4 separate regions of the Mus musculus genome follow, and all the other regions are linked to region 2. The links are chromatin contacts, called in public Hi-C maps. All regions are on one chromosome and are shown on one strand. Each heading gives the region's core, a stretch centred on a gene start, on an enhancer-like site or on the middle of the called end of the contact. The rest is flanking DNA. Distances are from core to core; before and after follow the strand shown.

The links. Hi-C and Micro-C count contacts between places; a contact is called where the count stands out from the background.
Region 1: a contact with region 2 is called in a Hi-C map of uterus, with 2.0 times the contacts expected there. The contact joins the enhancer-like site here to the promoter of Astn2 in region 2. A contact is called at or near these places in 7 of 484 Hi-C or Micro-C datasets (cerebellar granule neurons, cerebellum and uterus), 1 of 115 datasets of contacts at active chromatin or transcription factors (astrocytes) and 1 of 9 other capture datasets (liver).
Region 3: a contact with region 2 is called in a Hi-C map of cerebellar granule neurons, with 5 times the contacts expected there. The contact joins the enhancer-like site here to the promoter of Astn2 in region 2. A contact is called at or near these places in 5 of 484 Hi-C or Micro-C datasets (cerebellar granule neurons, cerebellum, cerebral cortex and 1 more) and 1 of 115 datasets of contacts at active chromatin or transcription factors (neural progenitor cells).
Region 4: a contact with region 2 is called in a Hi-C map of olfactory sensory neurons, with 1.8 times the contacts expected there. The contact joins the enhancer-like site here to the promoter of Astn2 in region 2. A contact is called at or near these places in 1 of 39 promoter capture datasets (stem cell-derived epiblast-like cells), 1 of 15 datasets of contacts at CTCF or cohesin (stem cell-derived epiblast-like cells), 6 of 484 Hi-C or Micro-C datasets (cerebellum, cerebral cortex, embryonic stem cells and 2 more), 1 of 115 datasets of contacts at active chromatin or transcription factors (embryonic stem cells) and 1 of 9 other capture datasets (adipose tissue).

Annotation. Positions count from the first base shown.
Region 1 is chr4:66,481,126-66,486,746 of GRCm38.p6, forward strand. No RefSeq gene overlaps it. Among named protein-coding and RNA genes, the nearest start is that of Gm25480, 60 kb to the right of the region's middle. Within about 2 kb of position 1,961, at least 51 of the 459 cell types and tissues checked have an H3K27ac peak or open chromatin away from gene starts, as enhancers often do. A contact at or near this core is called in cerebellar granule neurons, cerebellum and uterus, where this site is marked.
Region 2 is chr4:66,401,037-66,406,745 of GRCm38.p6, forward strand. Astn2 (astrotactin 2) reads right to left here and starts at 3,447. Exons shown (of 23, transcript NM_207109.2): 1 at 2,847-3,447. The coding sequence starts at 3,324.
Region 3 is chr4:66,520,733-66,526,809 of GRCm38.p6, forward strand. No RefSeq gene overlaps it. Among named protein-coding and RNA genes, the nearest start is that of Gm25480, 20 kb to the right of the region's middle. Within about 2 kb of position 2,924, at least 18 of the 459 cell types and tissues checked have an H3K27ac peak or open chromatin away from gene starts, as enhancers often do. A contact at or near this core is called in cerebellar granule neurons, cerebellum and cerebral cortex, where this site is marked.
Region 4 is chr4:66,311,031-66,316,949 of GRCm38.p6, forward strand. The region is part of intron 1 of Astn2 (astrotactin 2); the gene reads right to left. Among named protein-coding and RNA genes, the nearest start is that of Astn2, 90 kb to the right of the region's middle. Within about 2 kb of position 4,026, at least 8 of the 459 cell types and tissues checked have an H3K27ac peak or open chromatin away from gene starts, as enhancers often do. A contact at or near this core is called in cerebellum and olfactory sensory neurons, where this site is marked.

The DNA of each region.
Region 1 (5,621 bases), core at 711-3,210, 79 kb after region 2:
TTAAAATGCATCTCTAGTAAGGGGAATAGTTTGCAGGCAATCCCCCAGAAGCTGATCTTCTTTGGAATCAGATCTTCGAAAATGAAATCAAGATAGAGTGAATTCATACTGAACTGAAGAAGACCTTACATGAAATAACTGATGTGTTAGTGAAAAAAAAAAAAGAGGAAGATTCAGGGACACAAACACATAGAGATGGTAGCCTTATGAAGACAGAAACAGAAGTTGATTGCAATAGCTATAAGTCAGAAGAATTCATGAGCTCTAGCAACCCCCAGAGGCAGGACAATACAAAGGAGTCTTCCCCAGGGCCATCCCTGTCAATAGTAGCTTCTGAACCCAAATGAATATATTTTTGAGCCTCTGAAAGAGGTCTGGGCCATCTTTGTGAGCACAGGAGACTTTATATGGGGCTATCACATTGTTGCTCTGTTTTGCTTCTAAGTTATTAGACTCCTGGTGTCATATGATTAAGGTGACTGGGTTTAGAATCAGCTCGGAGACTGAGGCACACCAAGAAGGGAAGAGTAACTGAGAATGAAAGACCCACCTTGAATGTAGAAGGCAACATCTTTTGGGTCAGGCCTCTAGACAAAATAAAGAAGAAGGAGAGAGGTGGTATAGTTCATGCATTGTGCTTCTGTGCATCTTGACCCTCAATGATGTGGGTCCTCCTCCACCACACCAGACTGAATCCTCTTAAACCCTGAGACAAAATAAATAATTCCTCCTGTAGGTTGCCATTGTTGTATATTTGAAAACAGTTACAATAAAAACCTAATCAATATGTCATGATTCTTCATGAAATTAAAAGACTCAGATGTGGTACTTGCATTTAATCTCAGCACCCAGTATGCTGAGACAGAATGATCAACAGTATAGTGACAGCTTGGGCTATACATTAAATTTGGGGCTAATTTATGTTATGTGAAACTCTGCCTCCAAAAATATTTTAATGAAATAAAAGAAATATCATGAAGTCCTTCAGTTGAATTATAAAGTGAAATTCCAAAGGGAACCAGCAAATCAAGTTCCATGTTGTCATGGGGATTTTCTAAAGCAAGAGATAAACACTGCTTAACCAGGTGGGCTTTCAGGAATCAGTTACTGCATAGCCATAGTGTTGATATCTGTAAAATGGGAGTAATTATATCCTGGAAATGAACAAAGTCATGAATGTTTAGTGTCCGTAGAAAGGGAAAGTTAAATATGTGTGATGTGATAGATTCTTAAAGATGGCTTCTTAAAAGTGGGCATGCCTTTGGAATGATGCTTGCAGTAGAAGAGAATCTATTGCTATTGGGGGACAGAAGGGAGGGGGCTCCAGAATGCCTCAGTAGGTTCTAATTGACATTATGTGGGAAGAGGGGTACTAGATAGGATATGGGAAGGTTAATCCAGAGCATTTGATGACCGGCCTCTATTCCCAGTGTGTACTGGGTTTTGGCTAGGTGCCAAAAGGGGAGGATACCCCAGAAGGCAGGAGCTGGTTGGGTATGCTTGCTCTGCTGGGGAGTTAAGCTGTACCTTACTATATTTAGATCCTGCCTCTGTCAAGCAAGAAGTCTTCCTGACAGGGCTCCAGTTTTTCATCTCTGAAAGGCCACTCATCCATGGAGCTTGGGGTTGGAGGGGAGAAGGGAGGGGGAGGAGGAGGAGGAGGGGATCTGGCTTCTCTCTGTACCTCTGAACAGATGGGATTAAACAGGGCCCTTCTACATCCCTAGCCAAGAGTCACAGTCCTTGGCAGTGATCCCAGGACACAGACAATGGGGACTGATGGCAGCTCCTTAGATATGGCTTGCCTGGGGCAGAAGGTTTCTTCTCAGGCTGAAAAAACTTTCTTCAGACTCAGAAAAGGGATTTGGAAGAGGGAAGTGGGTGGGGCATAGGAGGCAACCCCTGATAGTTTAGTTTAGAGAGAGAAAAAACAAACAAACTAGGACACAGCTTGTAGGAGCCCAGGCCAGTAGTCCTCCCATCTGACCTTTCTTAAGTCTCTGCCAGAACCATTGGCCAAGAAGGCAGGCAGAGCAGGCCAAGAATATAGTTGACTTAGGGCTAAAAGGAGGCCAGCATGGAAAATGAGTAGGAGGGGTGAGTGGAGGGAGTTGGGCTGTGGGTGGTACAAGTGGATGAAATCTGGCTTTCTGTGCTCGTGGGAAGCAGAGTCGGGGGGGAGGGGGCGGGGGTCATGAGCAGCAGTGATTGCTGTCTCCATCCACCGAACTGAAAAATGAACCTCGGAGGAAGTGCCTCTGCCCATGTGTCTCAGAGATAGAAGGGAGCAATCTGACTCCATGGAGGCTTTCAAAAGCACCCAACCCAAACTCCTGCAATTTGAAAGATAAATTTCAAAACCACCCTCAGAGGATCACAAAATGGACAATTCCTCCATTCATCTTCTGTTGACTCCATATTGCAATCTAAGCCCTGTTCATTCCCTGTAAGTCCTCAACTCCCTCCTTTCCTAAGTAGATGACTTACCTTGTCCTTCATTTAAAATTACATCCATCTGGCACAATTCCCCGTGACTACCTTCATCTCTATTTGAGAATGTGCTCAGCATAGTCCTGACAGATTGTAAACCCCTTCGGGGCAGGCGTCCTGTTGAATTCTCTGTGGGTGTGTCTCTAGGAGGAGTAGAAGGGAGGAGGGCAGGGGATGGAGTAAATGGAGACAGAGCTGTAAGCATGCAGAGAAGTGCGGCCTCATAACAAGAATGTACTTGGAGAAAACCAGAGATAACATAAAGCCGAGTTGGGGGCCGAGCTCAGTGATGTACGCATGTCTGATGGACCTATGAAGGGCAAGGACACAGGCACATGACTGGATTTAATGATAAAATTGCTTAGGGTCATAAAGGCTGCTTGCCACCTGCAAAACAACTTCTGTATAAATGTATTAAGTCAGCAATCTCCCTATTCTCTATTTAAATGTATCTGCCAGCCTCCAGCCACATTAATTTTTTGGATTTTATTTATTTGTGTTTTAGTTAGTTAGGGGTGTGTGTGTGTGTGTGTGTGTGTGTGTGTGTGTGATGCATAGTACATGCACACATGCTGTGGCACAGGTGTGGAGGTCAGAACACCTTACTTCAGTTGACAATTGGTCCTAGGGATCTAACTTAGGTAGTTACACTCAGTGGAAGGCATCTTCATCTACTGTGCCATCTTGCCAACCCCACGTATATTTCAATAAATATCAAAAATCAAATATGGCTTTTATACTATTTAGTTTCCCTAATGGTTTTATAAGCCTGATACTGTTTTCTTTGATATATTTTTATGTATGTATGTGCTGGCATATGAGTATGTGGGAGTACTTGCTTATGTGTGAATCTGTACAGGCCAGAGGTTGATACCAGGTGTTATTTTCAATCCCTTTCCAACACACCCCCCTCCTTTTTTTGAGATAGTGACTGTTACTGAATCTGGAGCTCAATGTCTGGGCTGGCCTGCATGTCCAACAAGCCTCTGGAATGTGCCAGTCTCCACATACTCAGTTCTGAAGCTATAGGTGTGCACAGCTGTGTCCAGTTTTTACATAGGTGTAGGGGATTTGAACTTAGGTCTTCATAGTTGCACAGCAAGCATTTTATCAACTAAGACATCTCCCAAACCCCTTCTATTTTTGTATACAATCCCTTCACTGTTCCTAGTCTGCATGTTATCTTTATTTTTCTCTCATCTGTTTTGGTCAATACACATACACCTAACTCATCTTTAGAAAACAACTAAATGACTCTTCCTGGAAAAGTACCAACAAGTTCCAACAAGCATTCAGGGTAGAACTAGACTTCTGTTTTATGCTATGTTAAATAGTCACCCAATAAATGGCCCTAATATTATATTCATGTACTATGTTATCTTATTTCTCTATGCTAGATTCTCTCAAGTAGGATTGCTATGTTAAGTGGATGCATTTTTAAAGTTTTATTGCATACCCTCTGCGTAATTTCCAAAAGTGTTCCAGGTACATATATATTTTCATACAATAAATGAATTTTTTTTTTCTTCCTACACTTTTACCCTCAACTAGATAGACTGTCTTTAGTTTTTAATGCACTGAACAGGTGAAATGTTAGTGGCTGATATTTTGGTTTTATTTCCATACCGGACAGAAGACCAATCTTGGTTTACACTGGTACTGGTTAACAGGATGATCTCTTTGGTGTTTTCCTGTACAGTTTCTTCTCTCTTCTCATCTGCACTTTCCATCCTTTGCTGTGATGCTCCAGTTGGTACTATCAATTTAAAGTATTTTTTGTATGATACACATAACATATTATACATATTGCATTTAATTTTATGTTTAGTATGATAGTTCTTTAATGGTATAAATGCAGTCTGGTGGGACTTTAATGGCCCAGGCCTACAGAGGAAGAGTCAAGAACCCCAGATACCTCATATGAGGCATCAGAGTTGGATCTTAACCTTCTGCCAACCTGGTGCCATAAAGTTGGCTGCCCCACCATCAGCCCTTAATTTTTCCCCCGTGGCAGTTACCATACTTCATTTCTTGTGTGACCTTATAAACACCCCCCAACTCTACAGCCCCTCGAATATGCAAATGAGGCATTTTCCACCACCCTGGCCTGACCAATGATAAAGAGCCACACAAACCTTTTCCCAGAGACACTGCCTACCTCTCCAGGGATATGAATGTCCCTCTCTGCTAAATAAAGAATTCTCACCTGAGGAATACCGAATGGCTGAGAAGCACCTGAAAAAATGTTCAGTATCCTTAATCATAAGGGAAATGCAAATCAAAACAACCCTGAGATTCCACCTCACACCAGTCAGAATGGCTAAGATAAAAAATTCAGGTGACAGCAGATGCTGGCAGGGATGTGGAGAAAGAGGAACACTCTTCCATTGTTGGTGGGATTGCAAGCTTGTACAACCACTCTGGAAATCAATCTGGTCATTCCTCAGAAAATTGGACATAGTACTACTGGAAGATCCCGCAATACCTCTCCTGGGCATATATCCAGAAGATGTTCCAACTGGTAAGAAGGACACATGTTCTACTATGTTCATAGCAGCCTTATTTATAATAGCCAGAAGCTAGAAAGAACCCAGATGTCCCTCAACAGAGGAATGGGTACAGAAAATGTGGTACATTTACACAATGGAGTACTACTCAGCTATTAAAAAGAATGAATTTATGAAATTCCTAGGCAAATGGATGTACCTCTAGGGCATCATCCTGAGTGAGGTAACCCAATCACAAAAGAACTCACATGATATGTACTCACTGATAAGTGGATATTAGCCCAGAAACTTAGAATACCCGAGATATAAGATACAATTTGCAAAACACATAAAACTCAAGAAGAATGAAGACCAAAGTGTGGACACTTTGCCCCTTCTTAGAATTGGGAACAAAACACCTATGGAAGGAGTTACAGAGACAAAGTTTGGAGTTCAGACGAAAGGATGGACCATCTAGAGACTGGCATACCAGGGGATCCATCCCATAATCAGCCTCCAAGCGATGACACCATTGCATACACCAGCAAGATTTTGCTGAAAGGACCCAGATATAGCTGTCTCCTGTGAGGTTAGGCAAACAGAGAAGTGGATGCTCACAGTCAGCTCTTGGATGGAACACAGTGC
Region 2 (5,709 bases), core at 2,197-4,696:
TAATAAGACTAATTAAAAAAAAAACAGAATGAAATAAGAAAAGATGACTTTAGTGACTAAGGATGCTAGACAATGTGTGCAGAGAATTATACTAAGGGTCCCTAACTAGGTGTTTGTATTTTTTGCAGCCATTAATACAATCAGCAACTCTGAGCCCAGGACCCAAGACATGGCAGGGAAGGTTTTGCCAGGCAGCATCCTCCCCTAGTGGTGGCTCCACACTCCCCACTAGTGGCAGGATTTGAGCCCCGATTTTGTGCACACAGCTGTTACCCCTCCCTAAAAAAAAAACAAAGTTGCGGTGAAAATCTAACCTAAGGGTCCAGAAGCAAATGCTAGACAGCAGGCGTAAAGGTTCAGAGGTGCAATGGCGCTGCCTTACAAGCTTGGGGAAGAGGTGAGCATAAATAACTCACACTGCCCACCCCCTCCTTGTGCTGCCACCAGCCCTCATTGCCAGCCAGCCTGGCCCTCTCCGAGCTCATTGTGCACTCCATGTTTACATGCAAACAGTCTAAGACCAACACAAATAAAAAGCCCACGTCTCCCTACACAGCTCCTGCTATACCCTGCCATCTGCTGAGTACCTCGCTAGCCAAATCCCTGTCGGGAGCTCTTGAGCTGCCAATGCAGGACTCTGGGGTGGGAAGAGGGGTGGGGGTGGGAACCCAGATCCCTGGGTGGGTACAAAAAAAGCTTAGTGCAGCCAAAGAGGTAAGTATCAGGCCATTCTAGGGGGCAGAAGTTCTCCAATCACCCAGCTCCCGGCTGCGCATTAGCACAAGGCTCCAAATGGAGAGAGTATCAGGGACTCTCAATCTTATTCTGTCCGAGGAGCTCAAAACTTCCAGCTCAGGATTCTGTTGACTTTTACTGAGGTAGTCATCCTCTTGAAAGCCAAAGTTTAAAATGGCACGAACTGCTAGCTCCAGAAATTTGCGGGCACCTCTATATCTAGCTGGCCCTGATCCTCACATATTTGATGAACTGGAAAGCTCTGGAGTTCTGACTGACAGTGGAGACACTACTCATAGGCCTGCACTCTTTCTCCCTCACTTGGATGAATATTCAAAAATCTTGAAGGGGAGATATGTCAGAATGGACGGAAAGGGGCATGATTGAAATAGGTGGAGATCACTTTTGTATATTGGGAGAGAACATACATACACAAACTCAAGCCTGAGGGAGCTTGGTGCTCCCAAGAACTCCACCTAGACCCTCTGTACCGACTTCCTCAGACGTGAGCTGCATGGGTGCACATAAAAAAACACTACTGTGAGTCTGTGTACATGAGTCTATGTGTCCTTTGCATGAGAGAGAGAGAGAGAGAGAGAGAGAGAGAGAGAGAGAGAGAGAGAGAGAGAGATTGATTGAGATTGAGCCATACTGCCACCGGAAGTCTCCCGGGAACCCACCAGTAGTTTTCCTGCTTTGCCTCCACTAGAAAGCTCCACATACTCATGTAACAACCAGTCAGAAAAGCATGGTGCCTCCAAACCTAGTGGTTAGGTTGGCTGCTGGCTCAAATGCGTAAAGGAAAGGGAAAGGAGGGAGGCATTAGCAAATACAAAAACCATCAGGGCTCCCAGAAGAGTGAAGTCTAGTCCATTAATCTGAAAGTCTTTTCCGGAGAGCAAAGAGTTAATACGGAGCTTCCAGGTTGGCTCCTAAGTATGCCAACCACTAAAGCCCGCCACTTCGCGACACTAGAACAAGATTCAGATCCCTCCCAAAACAAGGATCCTGCAGAAGCGTCTCCACGCGAGCCCTTGGCGCCTCTCCCGCACTGTTGTTGGCCTGACTCCGACAACCAATCCGGCCCCGCGCCCCCAAGAGGGGAGGGGAGAGCGAGCGAACAGCGAGCGCGGGAGAGCTAAGGGGAACAACATTTTTGTAAACGCTCTCTGAGATAATTAAGCTATCAATTACCCGGGTGGGAAATCAGCCGCGCTTCCCACAGCTCCACGGAAGGGCCGACTCCTCCGGAATTCGCGCTGGGAATCAGCAGGCGGCAAGCTGCTGGCGAACTTTCTGATTAACTTTACTATTTGAGCCCCCTACCCCCATCAGTTTCCTCTTCGGTCCTTTTTCTTAGCCCAGTAAGTGAACAGCAATGACAAGCCTACGCACGACTAGGAGTAATGGAGAAAAGAGAAGGTGATAGGGATAGCGGGGACGGAGGGAGAATCTAAAAGTAGAGATCTTGGGCTCAGAACCTCAGTCCTCAAATATCGACTCAATCGATTCCAGCCCCAATTTAAGGAAAGCCAAAAACCGAAGCTCAGAGGGTAAGAGACTTAGCCAAGGTCACCAAGACCATGAGAAGGGAAAGCTTTTGAGGACTGGGTCTTTCCTTGTTCACGTAGCTAGTCTGAATTGATCCTAAGAAAACCGGTCTTGAAGGGGAGGATCCACAACTCGAGACTAGACAGAGGGGGCAGACAACTGGAGCTGTCCAGAAGAGCAGTGCGCAGCATGACCATGAACTGGCTTCAGAGCAAGGGTCTTCCTTGCCCAGTACCTGGTCAGAGCACACCGAGAGACTTGGGGTCTTCTGCGTCCTAGATGCAAGGGGCGGAGCTCAGAGAATTGATTGCAAAACTGAGAGCCAGGTCCCCGCTGCGGGATCCTTGGCACGCCCCCGGGCTCCCAGAGCGCGCGCTCCAGGACCTCCTGCCCCACACTTCTTTACAACCACCTGTGCGCCCTCCGGGCCCCTGGGCTGCCCTTTGCCAACCCTGATGGGGCAGCCTGGAGCGGGGATTCCCAGGGCGCCCCCACCCGTCCGGTATCACTTAGGGGTTCTGGGTTTCTTGGGACTCCGCGTGTGCGGCGCCTACCCTTACCCAGGGTGAAGAAGGGCAGCTCAGTGTTGTCCAGGTCATCTTGTACCGCGATGCGCCCGGGGAGCTCATTACGCACAAAGAGAAGGAGACGAGACTCCGCGGCTGTGCCGGCTGAACCCGCGGAGCCCGGGGACGCGGCGGAGGCGGCAGCAGCAGCAGCTCCGGCCCCGGCTCCGGTCCCGGCCCCAGCCCCGGCCGCGGCCCCGGTGCGGGCACCGCTCCAGCCGATGTCGCTTTCCCGCAGAGCGGGCAGCGTGGATACGGTGACGGTCTTGAGCCGGCATGGGCTGTCGGGCTCCCGCGAGGCGGCGGCGGCCGTGGCGCCGGCCAGCAACGGCGGCGGCGGCAGCAGGAGCAGAAACAGCAACAGCAGCGGCGGCGGCGGTGGCGGCGGCGGCCCCGGGTGGAAGCCGAGCCTCGGCCGCCCCCGAAGCCCCAAGCCGCGGCCCGGGCTGCGCCGGGCGCCGGCGGCGGCCATGGCAGGAGGGGCTGCGGTGCTGCGGGCGGTGGCGACCGTGAAGAAGAAGGAAGAAGAAGCAGCGGTGGAGACAGCGGACACTGAAGCGAACCAGGACGCCCGAGCTAAGGAGCCTAGAGAGCCACTAGCCAGCAGCCCCCAGCTCGGGGCTCCGCCTCCCGATCAGCCCTGGACCGCCCCCCCGCGCCGCCTCCCCGCGCCCCGCCGCCGGCCCCCCCTTCGCCCGCTCCCCTGGCGGACCCTGAGCTTTTCGGAGGCTCCGCCCGGCTTCGTACAGGTCCCAGTAGCTCCCTCCCCTTTCTTAGGTTTCCCCTAAAGCCTCCTGCACAGGGTTCTTCAGCTCCAACATCTCTCTCTAAAATTCTTTACACTTAGGGGCCCCTCTTGCGTCTCCTCCAATCTCTCTTAAGTCAAATCAACTACCTTAGCTTCATCCCACCCTTGGCTCAAGCTGCAGTACACCCGGGAAAGCACTGTCGCCAAGCCTTGACCAAGGCCAGGCCTTCCTGGGAGTTGAGTGCTCCTCTGGACAGCCAAGACAACTTTCTCCTCCCCACATCAATCTCAAGAATCAGTCTCTTCAATCTTCTACCCTGTTCTATCTTCTGAAATAAGTTCCCAGAGGCATCAGGAAATCCTCCCCAACCACTTGTCTGAAATCTCACTACCAGGAGGACCACACGTCATTTCTCCATCCAGGTCTGGGTTGCAGCCTTGAAGGCTAGTGCACACATAAGCTTGGGACTTTGACCTCTAATATGTTCCCCACCAGTTGACTCCAGCTGGGCTGTTCTGGCCCTTAGCTGCCTCCATGCTGGCCCTGCCAGGCAGCCCACTCAGGCACTTTTACTCTGCCTCCCTGCTCCAAGTTTGGAGCAGCTTTACTTGGCAGCTTCCAATCTCAGTAAGAAATTCCTGAAAAGGGCACTAGGAAGGGACCTTTCCTGGCATCCTAGGCTTTGGGTCGTTTCCCAGTTCCCACAGGAGAGGGCTGTTCACTCATCAACTCTGCTCATGGCACACACACACACACACACACACACACACACACACACACACACACACACATATTTCCCTGGAGATTCAAGTTTAACCTTAAATCTGGGTCTTAGAATACCCTGTGGCCTTGGGCTGATTCCAGTTTCTAACCTAGATACATCAGACCTATACTGAAAGGGAAACATCACCTCTGTGAGAATGGACCTGCACACTCTCCTTTGCCTAGTAAAACTTTTCTTCATCTTCTTACCTCTTTTGCTCTGTCTTTCATCTCTGCACTCATTTCCTTCTTCCCTGCGTTGACTTTAATCTTACAAAAGCTTCCTCACTATAATTTATGAGCCATTTCCCTCCTCTGTGGAGCTTGGCTGTCTGTTCCTTACTGTAGTCTTACCATTGGCTGTTTTGTTTTGTTTTCCCCCTAACTTTTCCTTTCTGCCTCTTCCCTTTCACACTACTCTTTCATTTTTCCCTTCACCACTTTTTGAAACTATTTTGAAGCTTTTGGAAAAAGTCAGATATCTAAAAACACAGGGAAAATATAGGTCTGTGCACTTCTCTAGGTTTTAGACATGTGCATACGTGAGTTTTATACATAATTATAACCCCATGAGGGTGGTGTGCACTTTCCCGTTTTTTTTTTGTTTGTTTGTTTGGAAAAAAAAAAACAACCTGGGATCAGTATGTCAGGAAAGTGAAGAAACTTTCCAAGGTCACTTGGCTAAAAACCAAGATTCAAACTCTCAACCTCTAAGCCTTACCTATTTCTATGAAATTGAACTGCCCTCAGTGACCTTGGGGACTGAGTCCTCTGGGGCTACTGAGTTTGAAAAATGCAGCTCCCAAACTCCACTTACTTATCTGTGAACCCTCGATGTGTGTTGGGGGGTGGTGGTGGTGGTGACATCTAGCTTTTCAGGTCCTCTGATTTGAAATGATCTCCTGCCTCTCTGATGCCGGCTCCAGTACATTTACTCCTCCAGATATGTTGCCCTGCTGCCTTCAGTCTCTCCTTTGTACCCTTACAATCCGCCACTATCCTCTGCCATGGGGCTTTCTGATTCTCTATGCCCCTTTCTTCAAATATGCTGACATAGTCCATTTATAGAAGTGCACACTAGGAAAAAAAGGGCTCCCTTATGTAAGGCAGAGTCTGTGGAAGTCCTTCATGGACCTCTGATATAAAGGCCTGTCAAAGGAGGTGAACACTTTCATTCATTCATTCATTCATTCATTCATTCATTCACCAACATATACCCCACCGAACCCGGTAGTGGATGTGGTAATGTATAAACATTAACTACTGCGTTTAAGAGAACTAAAAATAAATGATGGATGAGGGAGGTCCAGGGAAGATACCTGGGCAGAAGTAGCTCATGTTTCACA
Region 3 (6,077 bases), core at 1,674-4,173, 120 kb after region 2:
CCTATAGCTTCCAAGAGACTTGGGGCTTATCACAATTTTTGTTCTTCTTAAACTTGGCTACTTTGATGACTGTGCTAATGCAACTCAGATGCTTGTGTTCCTAGATCCCATCCACAGTAAGCATGGCTCCCTTTGTTTTAGCTGAACAAAGGTGATAGCGACACTTTGATGGGCCAGCTTAGTGGGCTGTCCCCTGGCTGTCCCTGACTGCTTGGGATTTGTGTCAGTGCCAGCCTGCTGTGATCATGAACAAAGAAAGAAAATGGTAGTGTTTTTATTTTTAACAAAGTGACTCATCCTCCCTCTGGCTATGAGCTATGGAAAGCACAGGAAGACAGCAGGCGATATTAGAAGGACAAGTTCAGGACACTTTCACCCCATTGGGAACCAATTTCAGGAGATGCCATCCTGTCTTGTTCAGCTTAGTCTGCCCTGGAAAAGACGTTGAACTCAAAGAGGTTGGCTACACAGGAAAGGAAAGTCACCATAAACAGCAAATACCAAAGATAATTAGATCCCTGGCAATGGGCAGAAGAAAGTACTAATTATGTAATATGTGAGTAGGGACAAGAACATCTTGAATCTTGGTTTCCAAATGTTGTCTTCTACCAGAAGCTTTTAAGCTAGGTTTAGCAGACTCATCATAGCAGGCCCTGGAGCCCCTGTGAACTTGTAACTTTCTTGCCTACTTACACCAGAGTGCTTCTGCTTGTATATACTTCACTGATTAAAATCTCAAGAGTTAGTGTAATTATTGGGTCCTTATAATGTGCCAGGAATTGCACTAAACACTCAATAAGTGTGAAGTTATTGAGCTCTACAGCAACCTTATGAAATATTTACAGCAACTATTGCCATTTTACACTTTATGAAACAGAGGCTTAAAGCCAAGGTAAATCATTTGCCCCGAGTCAGAAGGCTAATAAGCAGTTTTGTCAGGGCTGGAAATCAGGCCTGTCTGTCTGCTGAGCCCATTTCCTTAACCACAATACTCCACCGTTCTTCATGCTGGGTTTCCATGTAAGCTTTCATTTTCCAAAAGTGTTCCATGGTTATTTTAAAAGAAATAAAATAAGTTTGAAAGTGACAGATTAGATGTTCTGAGATCCCTCCTAGCTCTAAACACCCAACTTTCATGATTTTCAGAAGGAAAAAAAGTAGAGGCTGTGTAACTGGGGTTGATGGTGACGGGCAATGGGCAAGTTCTGAGATAATAATAGTCACTAGCATCTGAGAGCTTAATAAGCCAGGCCATGCTCTAAATCCCTCACTCACATTAGCTCGTTTAATCCTTGCACCAACCTTCTTTGGCGAGTGCTATTATTGGTTCCATTTCTGGATAAGGAAACAATACAATGAGATCATCACTCATTCAAGGTCATGCAAATACAAGGTCAAAGACCAGTGTGCATCTTTGCGGCTGTACTATATTGAGATGCCTTAATCTGGAAGAAAATGACTTTCTTTAATATCAGCATTTATATTTCAACACCAGGCCAATGCAAATTTATGTAAATAGACATGCAGATCAGCTGCTACCCTGGCATTGGTGCCAGCTTCCCCTCAGGGATGTCAATGTAACAAAATTTAGCCATTGTCAATGATCTGAGCTACCACATGAGCAGACATTTCCTTAATTCCCTACATTTCTCAGACATGGAGGCAATACATATATTCACAGAGCTTGTGCTTTTATATGTTTTAATTTTATCTTTTTTTTTCCTTAGGTTTTCAACTGTGGGTAGTTGATACTCATTTACAAGGAGACCAGTTCTTCACTTCTATCTCATACTGCCTTTTCACACTCTTTGCTTGTGAGCCTTGCTGCAGTCCTGCAGGGGGGCCAAGCAAATGTTAGCATGGCTCTTGTGCTGAGGAGAAGTTTGCTCAGGCTCCCTCTACAGTTGCTCTGGTGCCTGTTGTAGCATTTTTAGACTTTTCCTGATGGTGTCATATCCTTTCTTTGCTGAGTGCAGGGAGGGAAGCTAGCAACCCCGTGGACTAATGGAAAGGAATGGCTTTTACTTTTTTCCTGTATTTTTATTTTATATGTATGGATGGGTTGCCTGAATATGCATGTCCATGTACCACATCTGTGCCTGGTGCTTCCCGAGGTCAGAAGAGGGTTTAGATCTCCAGTGAGAAGAGTGACAGACAGTTATGAGTCACCATGTGGGTGCTTGGTATGGAACCTGTGTCCTCTGGAAACACAGCCAGTTGTCACCACTGAGCTGTCTATCCATCTTCATACTGCTCTTTTGAAAAAAAAAAAAAAAGAGCTCGGGATATCCCTTAGTTGGTAGTGTGAGTGTCTATTATGCATAGAACATGGGTGGGTACTCCAGCCCAGCACAAAGCAGGTGTGTTGCCTGTTATCCCAGGGCACAGAAGGTAGGGGTGGGAGATTCAGACATTCCAAGGTCATCTTTGGCTTCAAAGAGAATTCTAGGCTAGCCTGAGCTACCTAGGGAGAGTGGGTAGTAGGACAAACACATAACCATGGGAAGACTAGCACTGTAATAAAGAAAAGGGGGTCATTTAAGAGCAAATAAGGTATCGCTAATAATTACACTAATGTAGCTAGTATAAACTTAGAAATCTTGAGAAAAGGTGAAGGCATGATCACCCCGGCTAAAAAGCAAAACCTCGATTTCTATGCACCATAGTGACTCTCTCTTTGTTCTGAGTTTTAGAAAGGTAAAGCATGCCCAGGGTCACATAATAAATACATGGCAGAGCTGTCTGTCCGATTCCAAAAGCTTGGGCTGTGGCAGATATCACAGATGGGGACTCTTGACATTCTAGCCACGAAAGAACTGACCGCATACTTCCTTTCTGCTCCCGGTTATGCTGCCAGCCATTGTCCTTGGATATGGGAACTCAGGTGAAGTGTGATGACTGTGCTGTCCCAGAAGAGGGCAGTGTTGCCATGTCAGCCAAGTCAGAGGCTACAGGAAACAGGAAGGAGGCCTGGATTGAGCAGGACTAGTGGCCTGGCTCAGCATCCCTAGAAAAGCCAGCCCCACCAGGCTGCCTCAAAACCAGCTGCTTCCCTGGCTTGCATCCCCTGAATCCTCACGGTAGATAAAGCTGCTGTCCCCATCACCTGTCTACTGGCTCCCATGATCCAACACCTGAACAAATTAGAGAACTCTGTGCCACCTGGGGTACAAAGAGGCCCAGAGAGAGTTTCCAGATAGAAAATAGGAACCGTTGCCATTTTTTATTTGCTCAGAATTATTCTAGAGCTGGGAGTGCTGTTGACATACTTGTTACCACTTAATCTTTAATAAGGAATCATTTTCATGGGGGAGCTGAGTTCTGGATCCATGCCAGTTTAGATAATTATATTCCCCCAGAAGACTGAAGCTGCTAAGGCAGAATTCTTTCCAAGAAGAGTGAGAAGTCTCAAAGACTGAGATTAAGTGTAAAATAGAGATTGGGGGTGGGTATCAAAAATGGTCTGTGGGAAAGAGACACCATGGCTTGATGAGGGCAAACCTCAAAGTGGCGCCACATAGCAGATTGTTTTTTTCTTCTTGTTTCCTTTGGGCTCATGGAGAGTGAGAGTCATTTGTAGTTTTTTGTCTGTAAGAAGGAATTCAAATTTTGCTCTTTTTAAAAAGGCACCTGATTTACAGGGGGTGTGAAACAAAGCAGAAAATGCTAAAAGGAGGGGGAATAACAGTTCACATGAGAAGAAAAATGAATACAGAAAAAAAAATCCTTTTAACAGTTTCTCTCATCTAAAGTGGTTAGGACAGCGTTTTTTACATTAACTTCAGCATTCTCTCAGAAGGGGATAAAAATGCCCTGTGATCCTCAGCTAAGAATTGCTGGTGATTTTATATCCTCTTGCTGGCATAGATCGTAATCAACCGGAAAAACCTCAAAATGACAAACAAACAAAAGACAGCTTTGTTCTCTGAGGTTCATTAGCTCCGGACAAGGCTGAGAAGCATCAGAAAATGAGGTGCTAGAAGCAGGCAATGTACAGAGGTCACGTTGGGGTAATTCAACTCTCCCCACTGTACCATCCTGTCCCTCTCTTTGGTTGCCAGAGGCCTGGTTGCTCCAAAGAATTGAGAGAAACTGAGGCTGAGGGGTACAGCTCAAGGGTGGTTAGAAAGAAGAGGCTCCTGGGCTAGTTCACGCTGAGCCCAAAGTTACTCACCTCTGCTTTCAAGGACATTACAGAGTAGCAAGCTTCATTTCTTCTTCCAGCCCAATCCCTCTTTGTTGCATCCTCATTAAGTCCAAATGGCATCTTATTCATGGACACATACGATTAGAAACCTCAAGGAAGCGGGTTCCTCTTTTCTCTTTCTCACCATTATTGAATTCAATCTCTCCTTCCCACCACTCCCCTGCCTTCTTCCTTCTCCCTTCTTCTTCCTCTGCCCCACCCCCACTCTTCACATTATTTCACCCTTATTTTCTTACCTATGACTACTTAAATAGAATCCCGTCAGCACACTATTATTGTTATATTATATTACATGTATGTGAGTGTTTTGCTTGTATCTACACATGTTCACCACATACATACCTGGTGCCTGTGGAGATCAGAAGATGTCATTCAACCCTTGGCACTAAATTTACAAAAGGTTGGATACTATCATGTAGGTGATGGAACCTGAAATTGGTCTTCTGCACAGCTGCAATTGCTCTTAACTGCTGAGGCACTTCCTCAAGGGATGCCTTCAGCTCATTTTTGATAGCACAGTTTCTCTCCAAAGCCTTTCAGAAGCTTGTTTGTCTACACAACCAGCTTGAATTATCGTAATTTGGTGTCCTAGGTCTTTTGTGAAACGGCTTCCATCTGCCTTCCAAACTGTTTTTAGCCTAAAGTGCCTGACTATTTTCCGTTTTCCAATCATGTAATAATTCAGTTATTCCTCAACATATTCTCCTCTATGTCTTTATTCATTGTCTTAGTTAGGGTTTTTATTAGTGTGATAAAATGCCCCCAGCAAAATCAACTTGGAGAAAACTTAAGTGTTTATTTCATCTATGTCTCCAGGTAACAGTGCCTCACTGATGGAAGTCAGGAAAAGAACTCAGGAAGGGCAGAAATTTAGAGACAAGAATTGATATAGAGGCCATGAAGGGTCCTGTTTATTGGTTTGCTCTCAAGGCTTGCTCACTTTGCTTTCCTGTAGTACCCAGAATCGCTGGTCCAAGTGTGGCACATCCCATAGCAAGTTGGGCCCTCACACATCAATCATCAGACAAGAAAATGGTGCACAGGCTTGCCCAAAGGCCAGGTGGCAGCACTTTCTCAGCTGAGGTTCCCTATTCCCAATTGACTCTAACCTGTGTCATTTTGACATAAAATTAGCCAACACACTCCTGGTTCCCAACATCTATCTTTATCCTAGTTAAGGACCATGTTCTCTTGAGTGATGGCTTCACATACCTGCTTCAAATGGACATAAATCTTCTTTGCCTGTGAATTTCTCCCCAACTTTACATGCAGCACATGTTTTGTATTGGTATAATATTTAGAATTTTGAAAGTCATGTTTTATCTTTCCTTCCTTCCTGTGTGCAGTCTGCTAGGTCAGGGAATAATCTTCATTCTACACACAGATTAATCCAATGCTTTTTTGTATGGTAAGTTTGAAAAGGCAATTTTCTGCACAGATTAATGAGTACTTTTAAGAATCTATGATTGAAAGAGTGAATCAAAGTTTCATGGATGCATGAATAAATAACTTTGTGCATGGATGAATAAATGAATTCTTGTACTTATGCATTCAAATAGATCTTGGGAGGCCCCTATGCAAATTAACCCAGGAATAGATAAATGCTTGTATGCATAAATGAATAAAAACATACATACATGAATCTGTGAATGAATGACCAAATACTTGGATTTCTGATTCTTAAGACTGTTTCTCAGTGAGCAGTTGACTAAGATATTGCTGTCTATTGCTAGTATGCTATACTACCACCAAAATTTCTTTAATATTTAATGGTTTTACTAGCTAGGACCCTTGAATATGGGGCTGGAGAGATAGTTCAGTGATTAAGAGCACTGGGTACTCTTCCTGAGGACCTGGATATAATTCCCAG
Region 4 (5,919 bases), core at 2,776-5,275, 89 kb before region 2:
GTTTTTTCAAATCTTTCTTTGTAGCATAACAATGGTAAGGAGCTATGAATTCAGATCTCCTTTTTGACAGCTGTATGGTTTCATTGTCCTTCCATATTTATGATCAAGGAGACATAGAATACTATATGAGTGAGTAGCTAATATCTTTTAACTTGTGTATACATATGTTTACTACTCCCTTTAATCAAAAGAAGAGACTCTAAGTGTTATGGTTGGTATCTGGTGTCAACTTGGCAGGATCTAGAATCAGCCATACGCAAGTGTCTGGGCATGCCATTGAGGGATTTTCTTGATTTGTTTAACCGAATGGGGAAGATTCACCCTAAATGTGTATGGTATCAGTCTGTAGGCAGGAGTCTTGGACTACATACAAAGCTAGAAAAGCACAAACATCCACCTCTCTGTTTTGTGACAAATGATGCAATGTGACCAATTTCTTTCTGTTCATGAATTCCCTGCTGTGATGGGTCATAACCTAATAAATTCTTTCTCCTTTAAGTAACAGTAAAAAATAACTAGAAAGTGAAGTAGCATCATTTGATGAATATTGTTCAATGAGGCATGATTGATAGAACCACATAATAGGATATCAATGTACCTCAAAAAACAATGAAGTTGTTTGATAAAGAGATGGATCAATGGTCAAGATCATTGACTACTTTTCCAGAGGACTAGTGTTTGATATCCACCATCAACATGGCATCTCACAACCTCAGCTTTAGGAGATGTGACACTGTTGCTTCTCTGAGCACAAAATACATACATAGCATACAGACATACACGCAGGAAAAACACTCATATGTACCAAATAAGATTTAAGAAAATTAAGTACTGATAGATGTTACATCATACGCTATGCAAAAGAATACAACTACAGACCTCTATATTTTTCACATATATAAAATGTCCAGAAAGTACAGTAGTGATTGTTTAAGCTAGGGATGGCAGTAAAGAAGCCAGTGATGCACTAGATAAAAGTATGTTGTTGGTCTAGAACTGATTGGTAATGAGTATATGTATCTGTGCATTATATTAAAATCTGTTAAATAGTATCAATTATATATTATATAGCATGTGAATTTGTCTCAATAATGCTAGGAAGAGAATAAAAGGAAAAGAGGAGGTGGGAGAGGGTGTGTGTGTGTGTGTGTGTGTGTGTGTGTGTGTGTGTTTGTGTGTATGTGTGTGTGTCCATCTGCCCTAGTATCTGAACCCATCTGGAAGACTCCCGACTCCTATTTATTCCACCTCATCACCTGGCCATTGGCATGTACCACCTCAATGAATTCCGAGGATGGTTCTGTGAAACGTGGATTGTGGATGACTGTTCTCATTTCATAAATGAGGAAATTGAGAGCCAGAGAGGAAAGATAATGTGCTCTCTTGCCAAAGGGAAATTTAATTTACAGAGAAGAAAACTGATTTTTCTCAACATCTCCATATATGAGGAACATACCTTGGTTCATTATAAGCAGAGATTGTGAAAGCCACAAGACACCCTGAAACAGTCTGGTGACTTTCAAATTGCCCCCAAAATGCCATGATTGAATGATGGTCATGAAGATGCGGGGGGTTCACTGCCAGCCGATGGGAGACGTTCACTCATGTGGTTTTTCACTTCTATTTTACATGTGGAGAATCCATATAAAATTCCAAAGAATCATTATTAAGATAATGTGGAAGCTACTAATCTTGTCCACCTTACCTGTTTTAAACATAACCCAAATGAGAAAGGAATAAGGTCTCTTGGACTTGTATGGTGAGTTAATTCCAGTGCTGGGAATGAGGCCAGTATTTGAGAGTCCCATGTCACACACGCTTCTTAGTCCAAATTAATAGCCTGCTTGGTACAAGACCAGACTGGGGAATTGTACTTTCCCACCAGCCCTTGCTCCAATCCATGTTCAATACCAGAGGTCAACAAACTTTTCCTGGCAAGAAGCAGATGGTAACTACTTTGATCTTTGCAGGCTGCAGGCCATATGAGCTCTGAGGTGATTAACTTGGTGACTGAAGAAAGTAGCCAGAAAGTACCCAGTACACAGAAAGGGGGAGGGGGGACTGCATTCCAATAAAGAGGGAGGCAGATTTGGCTTGTGGTCAGTTTGCTGCTGTTCTCTTCGAGCAAATCATTTTCTAAATGAACCTGAAAGAGATGGGATACAGTCCCTCCTCAGTACCCATGAGATGGGAAGTGAGAAAAATTCAGGTCATTACGCTTTGAGAGGCAGGCTCCAACTTAACTATAACAACAGCATACATCAGTCACTTCTTTGAGACTTTTTGTTCAACATACAAATAACAGTATACATCCTGGGGATTACAAGGATTATAAAAGTGAAAAGTCAGGGTGAACGTTGATGGTGGAGACAACAATGATAAAGCTAGACCCACTGTGGACCTTCAACTCTCCTAACCTTGCTCTAAAGCTTTGCTAATGAAGCCTTCCTTATCAATTTCTTTTGTACATCAAGCTTTCCCACGCCTTGCTGGCTCTAGACCCATTACTCCCCTAGCTTGGCATATATTTCTTCATACCTTCCTGTAGTTAACCCTTTTCATTTTTCCTAGTATCAACTTAATTTACCCTTGATGTTTATTTTCATCTTCATCTTCTTTTTTAAAAAAAATAAAAGATTTATTTTATTTATATGTGTACACTGTAGCTGTCTTCAGACACACCAGAAGAGGGTTTCGTATCCTATTATGGATGGTTGTAACCCACCATGTGGTTGCTGGGAATTGAACTCAGGACCTTTGGAAGAGCAGTCGGTGCTCTTAACCACTGAGCCATCACTTCAACTCCCTCACCCCATTTATGCTTATTTTCAAGATAGCGCCTGCCTCTCATTTTCATCCACTTTTTTGAATGAACATATTGATGTTTCTTCATAAACTTCTTGCTACCTCAAATTTCCTTACATATATTTTATATTTATCACCTGTTTCTTTCTGGGTTACAAAGGAACCTTATTGAAATTCTCTGATTCAATAGAATATAAAATTGCTCTCAGAACACAGTACACACTCAATAAATATTTTAAAGATTAAAAACAAAAGGAATCATGAGCCCCAAATTTGCTATAATTTCATAAATTACATTCTCTATCCTAAACTCTGTGTTTAAGAAATATTTGGTTCTAGCACAATATATGAATCTCATGCTAGGAAGGTCAGCCTGGTAATGGTTCCTCAATTAGATTCAGATTTACCTGAAGCATGAAAACCACACACCTCAAATTATCTTTGTCTCTATTGACATTGGTTTCTGAGAGCTGGCACTGTCCCCAAATTGTGGAAAGGACATTTCCTTATCACCCATAGTGAATCAAAATGGAGAAAATTTCTTAGCTTAATAAACATCTTTTAGCTTAATGCTTTTTTATACATGTTGCTAATGAGGAAACTGGCACAAACACACACACACACACACACACACACACACACACACACACACACACACCACAGAGAGAATGGCCTTTTCATAGTCTTGTCCTTGTTCTTCAATGAGGGATGAATCTCTTGAATCAGTTAGGTCATAAAATATTGGCATCATAGTCACCTCCAAAGGTATCCCCACCCCAATAGATGAATAAAAAGAGCAAGAAGACGAAAAGGGTTTGGAGAAGACAATAGTGCACTAATGTTTAGAATTATTGCTAAAGCCCATGTCTATATACACCTAGGAATGAAATCTGTCCCTTTCCTTTCATGTTGCTCTTTGGATAAAAAATAGGACAGAGAGAAAAGGAAATGAAATTATTCCAGGCACACATTCAGTGATGCTCATAAATCCTGACAATATTAACAACACACGACAGCTTCATTGAACAAATTGGCAGCAAATGTAGGCAGCTTAAGGAGGCAGGAGGTCTAGGGAAAAAAAACGAGGAAAAAGAAGACCACCAGGCATGCAAAATGTTCCCATTGCGCTCTTTTCTAAGTCTGCTTGTAAAGTAGGGCTCAAACAGGAGGTGCTGTGGTATGTGAGAGTCTGAAGGAGTGTGAGTGTGCTTGCTGCATTCGGCTCTCAAGAGACTGTGCAGTGAATAATCCATTCGTAAATTGTCACTCATCCTTTATACAAATTAACCTCCAACCCCCTCTTGCTGGGATTAATTTGCTCTTTGTTTCCTTGACATCTAGCTGGGAAGAGTTAAAAAGAATCAAAGCAGGTTCTTTAGGAGGTGAAAAGGGGAAAACAAAACGGGGTTTCTAGGGGCCCAGAACCTTGGGTAATTAGTCTCTGTTCTAATGCTCCTGTCTGGAGACAAGGGATAAGCTCAGCTCAGCTCTTGTGTTCTACTGTGCGTGTAAAGAAGGCCATTTTAGCCTCCAGATTCTGAGAAATAATAGTTGAATCTCACCTTTACTCTTTGGCTCGCTTTACTCAGTGATTTGCAAGTACTATGTCAGTTCCCAATAACCCAATATCATGGAGGTTCTGGACAGAATAAATCTTTTATAATGCTCCAGATATAGGACTCCCTACTTCCCAGCCAATAAGTATATGGTATAAGAGAGCATCCTATACCACATATAAGCTTCGCTCATTTCTTAGATGGTTTCATTCTTAAGTATTTCCTTTGAAGTTCCCATCCAGAATAGTCTATGCCTTTGAAGGGGTCATATCACATCTTTCTCCCAGGTTGGAAGCTTCAGCCATTGTGAAACATTCTTTCATAAAGACTAAATTTGAAATTAAATTAAAATACTACTAGTAATATGCTCAAAAGCAAGACTCTTCCACTTTTCTACTTAGCTGTATGTCAGTTTTCTGTTATAGTATATATGAGTAAATAAGACATCTAACATTATTTTTGGAAAGCAAAGCAACATAAATGAATAAATATATAAATGATTTTAAATAATACTAATGCTAAAATAAGACAAGTTTTAAAAACACATATGTGCAAATTACAACTAATGGGAAGAGTCTAAGAACTCATATATACCCCTAAGGCATTTCTCCATAAGTGTAAAAATTACTATGCAATGAGAGCACCTACTTCACAAAGAGGCCACAGGCCAGTGGAGATAGCCAGATGTTGTATGGCGTTTGCAAGAATTAAAATGATTTCATTATTCACAGAGGAGTGACTTTTACCTTCTGGGTGTTAAACATCAAAATTCTATTCCAAATTGACATGTCTGAATAATCTTTGGAGTGTTATAAATAGGAATAAAAGAGCAGTTATTTTTCTTTATTATTTACTACATAATCACAGGAGATCATGTTAATTAACATGCGTAGGAGTAGATGAAGAATGACTCCTTAAATTCTTCTATCAGGCTCATGCAGGTTTTTAGGAAGAGCAAACCAATTCATCTAAGGAATAACATTTGGAGGGTTAAAGAGAAAGATGACTTTTAGAGGTGGGGCGGCCCTCAAGTACATGCTAGCGCATTTGTGTGACGCCAAGTGTGTCTGCAATGTTGATTTTTGTTTTCCACGATGCAGACGTCAGGTAATGAGGCCTCACGGGAAGAAACAGTAGGAATGTTCTCTTCAAATACTGAGAAATAGGTAGTATTTTGAGTGACTATGCAGGGCACACTGAATCCGATTATGGTTAAGGGGAGACACAAGGGACTACACTGTCAACCTCAAGGCCCAGGGGTGGGGACAATGTATGAAGAAGGTTTCTTACAACCTTGGGAAAGTCAATGTAACATGAATAGTAAGTCCACACATCTTTCCTCATGTAGATATATATTGGAACAAATATCAAGATCTGTCCTGCAAGAAATAATTCTAAAACCCACACACTATAAATTTTATCACAATAAAATTGCTACCAAAATCTGCTTCCTATGAATCTATCTCAATCCAATTTAGTTCTTATATTACAAAGTAAATAAAACCTGTCTGTGCTCTCGTCGCATTTAGTACTTCCTTACCAGCCCTTTGTTCTTATA